Linked DNA regions of Sus scrofa: region 2 is linked to region 1. A link is a contact called in public Hi-C data. All regions are on one chromosome and are shown on one strand. Each heading gives the region's core, a stretch centred on a gene start, on an enhancer-like site or on the middle of the called end of the contact. The rest is flanking DNA. Distances are from core to core; before and after follow the strand shown. Region 1 overlaps AGPS (alkyldihydroxyacetonephosphate synthase, peroxisomal). Region 2 holds the start of LOC100517977 (tetratricopeptide repeat protein 30B-like).

The links. Hi-C and Micro-C count contacts between places; a contact is called where the count stands out from the background.
Region 2: a contact with region 1 is called in a Hi-C map of liver, with 2.9 times the contacts expected there. The contact joins the promoter of LOC100517977 here to the enhancer-like site in region 1. A contact is called at or near these places in 14 of 47 Hi-C or Micro-C datasets (alveolar macrophages, embryonic fibroblasts, fetal heart ventricle and 9 more) and 1 of 2 datasets of contacts at active chromatin or transcription factors (skeletal muscle).

Annotation. Positions count from the first base shown.
Region 1 is chr15:83,234,500-83,238,826 of Sscrofa11.1, reverse strand. AGPS (alkyldihydroxyacetonephosphate synthase, peroxisomal) reads right to left here. Exons shown (of 20, transcript XM_021075128.1): 12 at 3,864-3,915. Among named protein-coding and RNA genes, the nearest start is that of NFE2L2, 90 kb to the right of the region's middle. Within about 2 kb of position 1,891, at least 1 of the 83 cell types and tissues checked has an H3K27ac peak or open chromatin away from gene starts, as enhancers often do. A contact at or near this core is called in liver, where this site is marked.
Region 2 is chr15:83,357,639-83,361,731 of Sscrofa11.1, reverse strand. LOC100517977 (tetratricopeptide repeat protein 30B-like) reads left to right here and starts at 2,200. Exons shown (of 4, transcript XM_003133505.5): 1 at 2,200-4,093.

The DNA.
Region 1 (4,327 bases), core at 642-3,141:
TTATTTTTTCTTTTATTGTAACCTGTCAGAGATGTTCTCTAGCATAACCAGTACTTTTAAAAATTATCATTTCTACCATGGATAAAAGTAAATATAATATATCACCAAAATATTCACTTCCTATTCCCAAAGGAATTCATCCTACTTTAACAGCAACTGTAAGAAAATATATAAACATAAATGTGTAAGCGTGTGTATCTGTTCCTCATACAAGACTTCTGGTCCATGCACAATGTATGAGGATTGCACAATGTATGAGGATTCTAAATATTACTACTCTGATGTGGAATAATCCTTAAGGGTATATGTTCATTTGATCACGCTGAAATTTATTTACTTATTTTTACTTTTTAAAATGGCCATACACATGGCATATGTAAGTTCCCAGGCCGGGACTGAACCCAAATTGCAGCTGTGGCCTATACCTCAGTTGTGGCACTACCATATCCTTTAATCCACTGCACTGGGCCAGGGACTGAACCAGCACCTCTGCAGTGACCCAAGTCAGGTTCTTAAACCACTGCACCACGGCAGGAACTTCTATCACATTGAAATTTATATACACAACTTCTATTAGCACTACTGTGAGTTAGTCACATGTATCCCTAATACCAAGCTGACATGATAGCTCTGAAACATAATTATTGTAAAAGTGATACTGACTTTTAAGTGGATCAAGTATTAGCATTAACTAAGAGGATACTGTTATCCTTTACTTTTTTTTTTTTTTTTTTTTGTCTTTTCTAGGGCCACACCTGTGGCATATGGAGGTTCCTAGGCCAGGGGTCGAATAGGAGCTATAGACGCTGGCCTACGCCAGAGCCTCATCAACGCAGGATCTGAGCCACATCTTTGACCTACACCACAGCTCACAGCAGCGCCGGATCCTTAACCCACTGAGCGAGGTCAGGGATTGAGCCCGCAACCTCATGGTTCCTAGTCAAATTCATTTCCACTGCACCAAGACAGGAATCTTCAGCTATTGTGTTTTTAAATTTACTAGCTGAACAGTTTGATTAATGAATTCTGTGTTATTATAATGTTAAATTATTTTATTTAATTAATTAATTTATTTATTTTTAGGGCCTCGCTTGTGGCACATAGAAGTTCCCAGGCTAGGGGTCGAATTGGAGCTGTAGCTGCAAGCCTACGGCATAGCCATGGCAACACCAGATCCAAGCAGCCTCTGTGACCTACCCTGCAGTTGGCAGCAACACTGGATCCTTAGCCCTCTGAGCAAGGCCAGGGGTCACACCCGCATCCTCATAGATACTAGCCAGGCTCTTAACCCACTAAGCCACAATGGGAACTTAAATAATTTCAAAAGATTCAATAAATATATTTCAAAGAAATGCTCTGAAGCACTGGAAAATGTCTTGGGCTTTGGAGTCAGACAGATTTGGGTTCAACCACAGATCCACCACCTATGACATGGGGACACTGGCCAAAACATTTAACCTTTGAATTGTTTATAAACTGGAAATGCAACCTTGAGGAATGGTTGTGTGCTGACAATGTGCTTGGCACTGCACTATTCACTATTCAAGATTTGTTTACACTCTTTTGCTAACTTGATGATTTAAGTTGATCAACACTGAAGTTACCTGTTATGTTAATAGGTACAGGACACATATAAAAGAATAAGAAACATCTCCTAAATCTGATGAATGTTAGTTCTCAGGGAATATATGTAGACTATTTCAATGTACTCCATGATATATCTCATTTCAATATATTGAAAATGTATTATTTCAATATAATATATTAAGGGCTGTGTCATGGGAATGGGGTGATAATAAAAATATTAACAATCAATAGTAAGGCTTGCACTTTGTTAACAACCAACATGGTACAAACATTGCCTAATCAGCCAGTACAAGGCTCAGACACCCCTTGCTGTGCTATGAGTTACTCTTCAGTTCAATATTTATGAACCAAGATGGGAAGGCTTCAATGAATACTGAGAGATCTAAAAGTTTAGAGAGCCAAGAGGTATATCGGATCTATATTTCCAAAGATCACTTTGGTAGCCAAGTAAAGGGCAGAGGGAAAGCAGACACAGTAAAGACTAGAGAGGATAGAACCAACCTTAGAGCATGTTCCTAGGTATAAAAATGAGAATGGGGAACAGAGATGACAGCCAAAAGGATTTTTTTCTTCAAACCTTCATTTTAAAATAGTTATAAATGCCAGTTAAAAGTAAAATCTGGCCATACTGTAATTAATTTTATAAAGGTGTCTATGTCTAACATAGTTTACTACTATAATAGCATATAAATGGATAACACAGTCTTATTAATCACATACTTGGCTCTCTGAATACAGGCCAAAAGACAGGTGGCTTGATTTCTAATTGATTTAACTATTTCATTATTTATAGGACACATTTATCTTAAAGTTTTATCAGTAGTATATAGTATTTTTAGTTTGTTTTTTTGTTTGTGTTGTTGGTTTTTTTTTTCTTTTTATGGCCACACCTGTGGCATATGAAGTTCCCAGCTGGGGTTCAAATCAGAGCTGTAGCTGCAGACCTACATCACAGCCACAGAAACACTGGATCTCAGCTGCAGTTGCAACCTATGTTGCAGCTTGCAGCAACACCAGATCTTTGACCCACTGAGCGAGGCCAGAGATTGAACCTGTATCCTTATGGAGACAGTGTCAGGTACTTAACCCACTGAGCCACGAGGTGTATTCCTAGAAAAATCTAATTTTTAAAATGAACCCTTAATATGTCATTAACCTGAGTTCCTTAGCTCTATTTCTATATAATTCAAATAATCATTCTTCCCTAAATTAAAATCTACACTACTCTTAGACCAAACAAATGCTTGCCTTTAGTATTTATTATTGAGCAATTGTTTGGGGACTATCTTGAGGGTACTTAAATTGTATAAATTAATTCCCAAACTAGATTTCAGCATATGGAAAAATTCAGAAGCAACAAAACTAGAATGATAAGATGATAAATTGTATCAGAACGTTTAGTACTTTGAGCAAAATAGGAAGAAAAAGAAAAACGGTTAACTGTTACTGAATTCTCCACCTGAATATTCAATGGACACCTTAAATAAAACTCACTGTAATGTCTTTTCCCCAAAATCTCTTGTTCTAGACCATCATTCAATCCACACAATCAATCAAACTCTTCCCCCTTTATTTAACCTTCCACATCCATTTGGAAAACTGTTCTTTGGAAAATCTAACCTTACTCTCTATCTCCACTGCTGCTGCCTTGAACAAGGCCCCCAATATTTGCCTCTTTAACTATTTTGAATCTTCCTCCATGCTTGCGCCATTCTAATCCATCCTGCATGTGGGCAGAATGAGCTTTCTAAGATGCAAAGCGGATTATTGTATTCTCTCTGCAACATATCCTTCTACTGACAAGATGAAGTCCAAATCTATCCTGTAAGGCCCTAATCCACCCATCCAGCTTTATCTCTTAAAACTAGTTACACCCTCCTCTCTACTGAGCCATACAGAACCATTTAAAGCCCAAATGTGCCTCTGAAGTCTTACAATTTCACATTTTTTTCCTGATAAGTGAACAAAAATTTGGTAGGAAAGAAAAGACCATCTCAGGCAAACTTCTATTTACCCTTTAATATTCAGTTTAAGCATCACTCCTTCAAGAAGCCTTTTCCTACCCTGCACTCCACTCAAGCAAAATCAAGCAGGACCAACCACTCCTTCACTTGCACTCATTCATTTATATAATCATCTGTCCTCATTAGACTGAGAGCTTTCTGAAGGACATGAACTCTGAGTTATCTTTTATAACTCTGTACTCAGTACTCTTCTTGGTACATAACTGGTATTTCATAAATTTTTGTAGCTTAATGACCAGATTTTAAACTCACCAAACTGAAATTGCTGGTTGTCCATGAGACGAATAGATGCAGGAGCACATCTCTGTTTTAGAAAGAAAAAAATGTGATACAAATTTAATACAGTACAGAAGCTAGACAGGCAGAATATGAACATCATCTTTCTGTATCTGAGATTCAGAGCTTAGTTCCTAAGGATATATACTGGAAAAAAAGTCTTAACTTTCTATATAATTTTATGACAACAAATAAAACATCATTGGCCTCTATAAAATATTTGGAGAGGAGAAATCTATGTACACAATATATATGGTACATCCACATGTTGCCAGATCTTTATCAGCAACAAGATCTGCTTAATGCCTAGCAAAGACCTAATGAAATACCTAAAGGAAACATTATCCTTCAAAGTGGATTATTTTAGAACAAAGTAGATATTTAGATATTTAGATATTTAATAGACTAAAATCAATGCCTAGAGTATTATGCCATTTATG
Region 2 (4,093 bases), core at 951-3,450, 120 kb before region 1:
AAAAAAAATGTGTTACTTGAGGCCACCGTTTATCTTTGTGTTCATTTTCTGTGTATCAGAATCTTGACCATATTTTTCTCTAGATTTAGATTAAGTCACATTTAGATGAATTTTAAAAAACAGAAACAGCACTGTATGGAAACCGAAGTTTAGGTTTTGTCGAATCTCATTCCCTTGGGGGGAAAATGCTTTTGCCATTTTATTTCCATGTACAGTCATCAAAAAGGATCCCCTACTGATTTGCTTCCTAATTGTTATTGTTTTACACAAAAGAAGGGAAATATATCTTCAATTGAGTTGTCTGAAGCCACGCCTTTTGTGTCGATTTCCCAAGCTGATGTTTCATTGTAAGAATACTAAGTTTATACTGCTTGGCCATTTCACAGGCAACTAATTCATGACTTTGAAACAGTCTGCACTGAGACCTAAGTATCTTTGTTTTTAATAAAATGCTTTGAGTTTAACTAAAGCTCTGGAATATTCTTTATTTCTCTTGAGACGGGTGATTTAAGGGCTGAAAGAGGCAAGCATGCATCTGAAGACCTACAATTTAAATTTTGGCTGTCAATTTAGCTCATTAACCTTGTCTGGATCTGTGATGTTTGCCTGTGTGGGAAGAAGAGTGGTACAGCCCTGTCCGTGGAGCATTTTCAAGATGACAAAAGGTTCTTCGAATTATTGAGGTTTTTCTGGAGGGAGAAGAGTCTGCAGCCCAGGACGGGTTCTTGGTCTGTTTCATATTACTCAGATTTGCACAGGCAATTACACAGGGGGATTGCATCAATGCAGGGCCGCCAGCCACCGACGCCATACAATTACACAACGGCTTCGGTACTTAAACTTTAAAATTCTTACACCATTGTGCCTGTTCTATTAGAACAAACTGCAGCAAATGATCCAAGGCCAATGCAAATGACTGGAGAGGTGCACAGGGGGAGAGGGAAGAGGTGCAGTGTGGCCCCTACTGGCCAGCTCAAGCAATCACCAGGCCTACGTGCTGGCTGTGGCAACCACTGGCTTCTTTGTGCTTTTCAGTCCACGCTTTTCAAGTGGGGCTAACAGTAAGAATTACCTAATTCACAGAAGGGTTGTGACGATTAATGAGGGGAGTTAGGCAAAGCATGACCTGGTCCTGGTACAGAAAGTACTGCATAAACACAGGGGCTTAGAGGAGCTCTGTTTGGATGGTTGATTGATTTCTTTAAATGCCAGCATCCACAGTTGTGCCTTCTCTGGTAATTCTGTTTATAAACCATAATGTTATTGTGCTCTCCCTGATAAGTTAATTCCGATAATAACACTGTAGTCCCCCAAATATAAGCTACTTGATTTAAAAAGGTATATCCAAAAAGGAAATCTAACTAAAATATTAATAAAGCTGGAACCACTAGTGAAAAGCAAATTCATAATGAGGTTAAATGTCTTACCATCTGAGCATAAATGTTCCCAAGGGCTGACCTGGTATATACAATTTTTTCAAAACTTTTAAAAGATTGAACTTATTCTCCTAAAAGTCAATCAATTACATTACCAATTTGACTCAAATTTATTCTTTTTGCCCTATTTATCACAGAAGATTGGGGGGTGAGATGGAAGAAGCAGGGGATTCAACCACCAAACTGGCCATCCTGAAGAAAATGGCCTGGAATGAAAAAGAAAGGAGATAACAACTGGAAAATAATTTTGCAGAAGGTCTTCCTTTATTAAGGGAAGTGACCACAGCTGTGGTTGCTCAGATGTTCATAAATTACCAATATCTACCAACAGGAAGTGATTATATTTAGAAGGTAAATAATAAAACTTTCCAACTAGTTTTAGAAGAATGTCAGATAGATTATGCATACAAATAGAATATAGAATTAAGTTATCTCACAGTTTAGCAGGCAGAATCATAAGCAGATCAAGAATCAAACACCATATTTTTAGCTTCAAACATTTTGCCTGAAATGGAATTCCTCTACACGGCAAACATGCCTCCCCTTATGCAGCAAAATCCACCTTGAGTCCAACACCATTTTCCTAAAGTCTAAGTCCTTTCAATAAGGCACTAAATCTTTTTATTGCAACCACCAAATGCTTTCTTATTGCTAGAATTGGTACAACACACCGGCTTTCCTGATATACGCTCCAGTTTTTCAAGATTCTGTTAGAAACAAAATGATCCTTTATGACCTTTTTTTTTTTTTTTTTTTTTTTACAACATTTCCCCTCATTTAGTGCTTTCCAGAATTTCTATCATTAATTAAAGGACCTTCCCTCACCATCCCTCCCCAACAACAACAACAAAACTCATCCATTCCCCAATTGCCTGTCAGAGGCTAAACAAAAGTCAGTCTATCACAGCAGCAGGGACGGTCATGCCAATTTCGCAGTATGATTTGTGCACTCATTTCATTTTGAAAATGACCCTGCCCTCCATCTGTCTAAGCCGAATGTCCTGCTTTTTTCAAGCCAGGCCTTGGGAGCAGCAGCACATGAACTAAGGAGGAAGACACAGGACAGCCTCCCTCCTGCCCACTTCAGCTGCTCACAGACAGGTACCAGCACAAAGAAGGGACCCTCCACTGATGCCTGCGGGGATCAGAGAAATCTGGGGGAGAGCAGAGTCCTTCTATTTTGCATACCTTTCCAAGAAGCCATTTGAGGGTGAATGCTCTCATGACGCAAATACAACTCTGGAGATCCAACTGATAGACCGAAGTTATAAAAGGCAATTTCCCATTTCCATGTTCTGTCCTGTTACCTTGATTTACAATAGCAACTTGTCCTAAGTAATAGGTCATACATAATGACTTTAAAATATTGAGCCTGAGTTTCCAAGGGCCAAGTGTAGTCAGGCAGCCATAAAAGTGAAGCTCCTCCCTCCCACTCCCACTCGTTCCTAATTACTGACCAGCATGAGCAAGCATCCCTCAACCCAGGCACTTCCCTGGGTAGAAGGCCCTAAAAGGGTGCACCCAGAGATCAGGTTGAAAGAAGTAATGTGGGCCTCATCAGCTGCTTTCTCTGGGGATCTTAGGTCGGCCAGAATGCCACTCAGCTCCTCTGAAATGGGTAGGTACAGTTTGTCCTCTTCTCGGTATTGATGAAAGGAAAGTTTCACTGTCTGGTCCACCCAGAAGGACAGAGCTCTGCCAATTTCTCAGCAAGGAAGAAGAATGAGGACAGAAGGTCAGTTGTGTTGCTATACAGTCAATCACATGCTTGCAGAAGTCTCCTTCCTGCTATACTGGGTGACTAGGAACTATACAACCCACCCACACCAGACTAGTTATTTCCTAACACCTGCTCAAAGCTGCAATTCAGAACTGGAAGTTCAAATTTCTACTACCCACACCAAGATGGTTGGTTGTTCTCATGGAGAAAAAAAAAAATACACTAATATTCCAGCATACGGTGTGGCACCAAATGCTGGATCTCTACAAACTCATCTATAGGAAATGCATGGACTAGGTTAGGAGCAGTCACTGTCTTCTACTGAAACTAGCTGCTGGATATCAAGGCACTGCTGCTTACCACTTAGCTGTGTGGTCTTGAGCAAATTATTTAAAACTCTCTAGTATACAGATTCCTTATTGGTAATATGCAGAACACATGGTAGTGATTAAGATTAGAAATAATATATGTAAATGTTCTAGCAAAGTGTGGCACAATAACAAATTGCAACTGGTATCAGCTCTGGAATTTATATGTAGAAAAGATGTATGGGCAGTAAAACTATTTAGGAGGCAGATAAAGGATTTGCACAGAAGTCTTTAAGCATATAGTATATAGCAAAGATGTTTATTCAAACACTGTTTATCTTAAGTACTATACAGGAGAATGCACATCACTGATGATCAATGGAGATGTAGGGAGATTAGGAAGACTGGTTTCTTTCTTTTCTTCTTCCCTTTTTTTTGGGTCTTTTTAGCCACACTAGGCCAGAAGTTTAATTGGTGCTGTAGCCACTGGCCTACCTACGCCATGGGCACAGCAACGTGGGATCCAAGCCAAACTGGGTCTGTGACCTACACCACAAGTCACCTCAACGCCAGACCCTTAACCCACTGATTGGGCCCAAGGATCTAACCCGCAACCTCATGGTTACTAG